Regions from separate parts of the Triticum aestivum genome. Here region 2 is linked to region 1. A link is a contact called in public Hi-C data. All regions are on one chromosome and are shown on one strand. The core of a region is the stretch at or near the end of the contact, and the rest is flanking DNA. Distances in the headings are between cores, read along the strand shown. Region 1 holds the start of LOC123146912 (protein DMP3-like). Region 2 holds the start of LOC123153868 (calcium-binding protein CBP).

Evidence for each region. Hi-C and Micro-C count contacts between places; a contact is called where the count stands out from the background.
Region 2: a contact with region 1 is called in a Hi-C map of leaf, with 2.5 times the contacts expected there. The contact joins the promoter of LOC123153868 here to the promoter of LOC123146912 in region 1. A contact is called at or near these places in 2 of 5 Hi-C or Micro-C datasets (leaf and an unstated tissue).

What each region holds. Positions count from the first base shown.
Region 1 is chr7A:89,315,569-89,318,268 of IWGSC CS RefSeq v2.1, reverse strand. It overlaps LOC123146912 (protein DMP3-like), which reads right to left and starts at 1,304. Exons shown (of 1, transcript XM_044566174.1): 1 at 477-1,304. The coding sequence starts at 1,300. The coding sequence ends at 593.
Region 2 is chr7A:89,525,046-89,527,745 of IWGSC CS RefSeq v2.1, reverse strand. It overlaps LOC123153868 (calcium-binding protein CBP), which reads left to right and starts at 1,334. Exons shown (of 5, transcript XM_044572778.1): 1 at 1,334-1,956; 2 at 2,089-2,135; 3 at 2,605-2,700. The coding sequence starts at 1,530.

The sequences.
Region 1 (2,700 bases), core at 55-2,554:
GAGCCTAGTAGCTGCGCCGCCCCCACCCAGCATCACGCCGCCGCCTTGCGCCATCGCCTAGATGCGCCGCCGCGCCGCCATGACGCGGATCGGGGGAGAGCACCCCAGTGCCATGGGTGACCCGCCTCACCTGATCTGGCGCGGGAGGGAAGAGAGCCTCCGCCGCCGCCATCAGCCGCCTGGGGCTTCGCCCGGCGACCTCCTCTAGCGGCGGCGGAGGGGATGGGGAGGATGGACATGCCCGGTGGCGGGGGCTAGGGTTTCCACCCGAGCCGCCCTAGCGGGAGGGCGACGCGGGGGGCGATGCTGTTGCTAGATCATCTCAAATTCGTTAGCCATGAGGGGTGCCGGTCAGCCCGGGCGCCCCATATCCGCCTCATATTTGAGCCAGTATGAGGGACCGTGGCATGAACAAACTAAACAATACACAAGTATATTTCTCAAAATACACGGATGGTTCCATCGGCCATGGCATAACAAACTAAACAATACACAAATATTTCTCAAAAATAAAGTAATCACAAGTTAAAATATATCGTGATTACGTTGTAATCTAATTGTCCAAAAAAAAGGTGATATGATCATCTAAACATCAAGTGAGCTTCTTGCGAGGAGTGGTGTCGGTGTAACCGATGCCCTTCCTCTTTGTGGGGAAGACCATGAACACAAAACTCGACAGAAATGCGATGCCCAACGGCAGGTTCTTGAGCAGCTCTGCGGTGTTCCTGCCGGCGTTGGGGAAGAAGCAATTTTGTAGCCCCACGTCGCTGAACGCCACGGTGAGAAAGACCAGCGCTGTGAAGATGGCGTGCAAAAAGTCCAGTGGCCTGATGCGGAGCCTCCGGAACTCAGCTGGAGTCCACTTCAGCTTCTCCTCTTCGTCGGAGAAATTGAACACGTTGAAGCCGCGTGGTGTGGCGACGCCGTAGTAGAGCTTCTGGTCGCGGCCGAGGACACTGTCGGTGAAGGAGAAGAGGATGCACAGGGCGGCGAGGATGATGACCAGCGCGGCGGTGAGCCACTGGTTGGAGGCCTCGCACTTGCCGTGGTTGGTAAAGGACGGGGATAGAGCCTGGTACGCGAGCATTGTGCCCGTCGGCAGGAGCTGCGCGAGGTTCGCGGCGCTCGACATGACCTTGTCCGTTGCCTTGGATGCTGGTCCGGCAGCTGCTGCAGGTGCTATGGTCACGTCACCGGCATCATTAGGCATGGCCGGGACTGTCCCGGCCGTCGGCTGGCCGTTGGTTTGTGGACTTGGAGGCATCTGGATCACGGTGGATGATGGAGGAGGAGACGCCATTGTGTGGTCCTAAGCTGTTCCATTCGTGTGGCAACGCAACGTTGGTGTGTATATAGGTGAACCCTCTACGAATGGTTCTACCGTTGGCCGCGTCGATTTGTCTACGTGGTGTGGCAAGCTAGCTGAAGCCCTGCACATGTTGACTTCAACTATTCTAGGCGTGATCAGTCGTTTCTACGTGTCTTGAATTGTCTTAAGTTTGCATCCCACGTACTTGGAACTCTCTAGATTTTCTTTGGTTAAACTTCCACTAATGGCAACAAAAACGTCGTGGTCCTGAACGTGCGACGATGTCTTCTTCCCCGAAAGTGAGGAAATGAATTAGTTCAAGATCACTTGTTTCCAGTAGAAATCTGCAAGCTTACCTTTCACTCAACTAGCACAGTGCCGTCTGGCAAATGCGAGGACCCTGCCTTTATTGCTCTAAATTTTTGTAAAAAATTAATAAAAAAATTATATTCATATTGTGCGCTTAGAAATCAATACTGTGACTCTATAGCCACTGCTAAATCGGATATCATATGAACGCATACATATTACAGGCCTCACTGGTATGCATGATCTTAAAACATAAGAATTTTGATGGAAGTGCAAGATAGAAGAAGACTTGGAAGCACAAGAATTTTGTAAACTGTGCTTTTGGTTCAATAAATGTCCAACCACAAGAAGAAGAAAAACTCCATTTGTTCCAAAATATAGTGCATAATAGATTTTTGCAAAATCAACTTTGTAAACTTTGTGCAACATTAGAGAAATTCTTGTCAACGTCTACATTGCCAAATCATTACCATTGGATCACGAAATATATTCTCAAATGACAAAACAATGGGATTTTATAAATTGGTCAAAGTTTATGAAACTTGACTTTTGAGAAAACCAAGATGCCGCATCTATATGGTGATATTTTATATATTGGTCGATATTGTGTGGTATAGTAAACATATACCGCATCTGTATGGCAATTTTAGAATATGCCACAACTATTGTACTGAGGGTATTCTATGGTAGTCTGGATGGAACCCAAATCAGGAAAGACTCCTCGATACACACACATGCGTGCGCGCGCGCACGCACTCACGCAACGCAACACACACCTGTATGACATATGTGATTTTTTTTTAGTGTCCAATCAGACAAAAATACTTCACGGACTATACATTTAAGAATGAATCATAGAACACATTTGATATCATACAGACTGAAGAATTTTCCATGACCAGCCTTTGAGTCTTCTAAGCACATATATGTTTGGCATGTTCCATTCTTTCTGAGAAAGCACCACAGAAATGGGGAGGTGAAGTTAGATATAAAAAATTGACAATATTTGTGTTGGAAGTTGAAGTGGCGCATAGAAGTACCATTAGTTTCGCTCCAGCTAGCGGTACAACATTACATGTCGG
Region 2 (2,700 bases), core at 85-2,584, 210 kb before region 1:
GGAACTTCAAAAAAGTTTATAAAAAATAAAAAAACGAGAATCATAAAATGTTTGTGGATTCAAAAAATGTTCACAGTTTTGTAAAAATAATGTTTGCTTATTCAGTTTTTTTTGAAATTTTGAAAATAAATGTTCAGGAAATAAAAAAATATTCATAATTTTAAAAAAGTTAGTGTATTAAATTTTTTAGTGAAATTGAACAAAATTTCACCAATTCAAAAATTGTTCCACCAATTTTCAAAAAAGTGTTCGTCGATTCTAGAAATGTTCGGCGGTTCAAAAAAATATTTATTTTCCATAATTTTGAAAAATAGCAAATATTATAAAATGTTCATGAATTCAAGAAATGTTCTTGATTTTAGAAAATGTTCGATTTTTTAAAAGTGTTCATGAATTTGAATTTTTTCCATGATTTCAAATATGTGCACGAGTTAAAAAAAATGTTCACGATTTCACGAAATTGAGAGTGACAGTGTATTTCGGTGATGCAGCAAGATGTGGTCATGGCCATTGAAGATTATGATTTTTTTTCTCCATTGCAACGCACTGGCCCTTTTGTTAGTAATAATAATATGATGAGTGAAACAATGAAGAACCCATTCAGCCTCTACTGTATCATATAAATTTGCACAAATTAATCTTACGGGTGATAAATTAGACCGCGACATGTGAATGGGTCAAGGTCGCTAAGGTGTGTTCTTGCCTCAATTGCTGCAGACTCTCAGGCCATTGCGTTAAGCCAAGAGCATCGAGTCGTTCCAGTAATGATCGAGTCACCTGTTGGAATTAAACCCGGCGTCCTGTGTCCTGCACGTATATAAGGGCCCGTACGATGGTGCTATCTTACGAGTGCCATGTAGGATAAATGCTGATGTGGAGGAGAGAGAAATCATAAGAAAAGTCTTGTCTTTTCTTATGTAAGAGATGATCTCTTAGCATCATGTTTTTAGAAATAACTAGTTATTGAAGATAAGACTAAGAAGATGTTTCTTTTTTGTCATTGTACTTGCCCTAGTATTGTTGTTGTACTCAAAAGCTTGTAGTCCTTGGTCCTTGACACGGATAGACACACCTGCAGTCGGCGGCCGCCGGTAGACGGCGAGGAAAAAGAAATGCCTGAAGAAGCTGAGGCGCACACGCACGTACGCGTCTTGGCAGCACCCGCGCGCGTACGGTTTGCTTAGCCATGCCGCACACGCCTTCTCCTCTTGCGCACTAAGCATCCCACAAGAAACTTCCAGCACAACGCGCGAAGGATGACAAAGCTAATTTGATGCCGCTCTAAGTTTTTGCGCGCGAACGATCAGCTCGACGACGACAAGAACGATCCAGCGGCAAGAGATTGCACCGCGTTCTTTTTCGCCTACATATACCCAGAACCAGCCCCGCTAGAACCGCTCCTCCCGCACGTCAACGTCTTCGTCTCTTTGATATATCCCGGAAGGAATCCGCCGTCGTTTCGTCAGTGCGGTTACCGTCGGACACCGTCTTCCTCAACACCCACGGACCTTCTCACCCCCCTCTCCGCCATGGCCGACTACAACCGCTACGGCCACGGCCACGACCAAGGATACGGCCAGGGCTACGGCTACGCGCCGTCGGCGCCTCCCGCGCCCACCTCTTCGCCGTACGGCAACGGCCAAGGATACAGCCAGGGCTACGCGCCCACGCCTTCCTCCTCCTCCTCCTCGCCGTACGGCTACGGCTACGGCCAAGGAGGCTACCCGCCGCCGATGGGGGGTTTCGGGGGAGCCGTGGCGTTCCCGCCGGGGACGCATCCGGACGTGGAGCGCGCGTTCCGGGCCGTCGACCGCGACGGCAGCGGCAGCATCGACGAGGGGGAGCTGCAGGCCGCGCTGTCCGACGCGCACCGCCGCTTCAGCATCCGCACCGTCCGCCTCCTCATCTTCCTCTTCAGCAACGCCCAGCTCGCCTCCTCCCCGCGCTCCCGGATGGGTAAGCAGAGCACACGCCTATGCAGCTATGCTCCATCAAACATCCACGACAAAATCTGCATCACTTTCGGCACTGTTTCAGTAAAAGAACAAGTACTGATTTCTTGCTGCCTCCGAACGATGTTTGTTGCAGGGCCAACGGAGTTCGTGACGCTATGGAACTGCCTCGGGCAATGGCGGGTGAGTGCTACTATCAATTTGCTTGCCATCGTTTAACTTTGAATGGTGAAAGTATGTACGATCGTGAAACAGAGTGTGCACATTCTGTTTCTGTTGCTCTCTGTTTGCTCTCTTCATATCTTCACATTGCTTGCAGTTCGACCACCAAATTATAAATAAAGATCATCGACCTCGTCTTCGTTGCATAGAAATCTTCTGAATACTGCAAGTGTACTTTTTTTTATCAAATGAGAGTGGAGACCCTGTTTCTCTGCAAGAAACAGCTGTTTATCCAATCATGTTATGAACTTATGATGCTCTCATGGAATTATTGCCCATCTAATACTGCAACTTAATCTGTCATGAGGGAAGTCAAATCAAAATGAAAAATAAAATAATATTTGTCAACCTCTGTCGATGATCTGCTATTTTCCCCCATCCGTCTATCATCAACATGGGACTTATTTCTGTTCTTCATGGTGCTATCTAGGTCGTTTTCGACAGATACGATAGGGACCGCAGCGGAAAGATCGATTCCGATGAGTTGAGAGAAGCTCTTCGCAGCCTGGGATACGCGGTGCCGCCT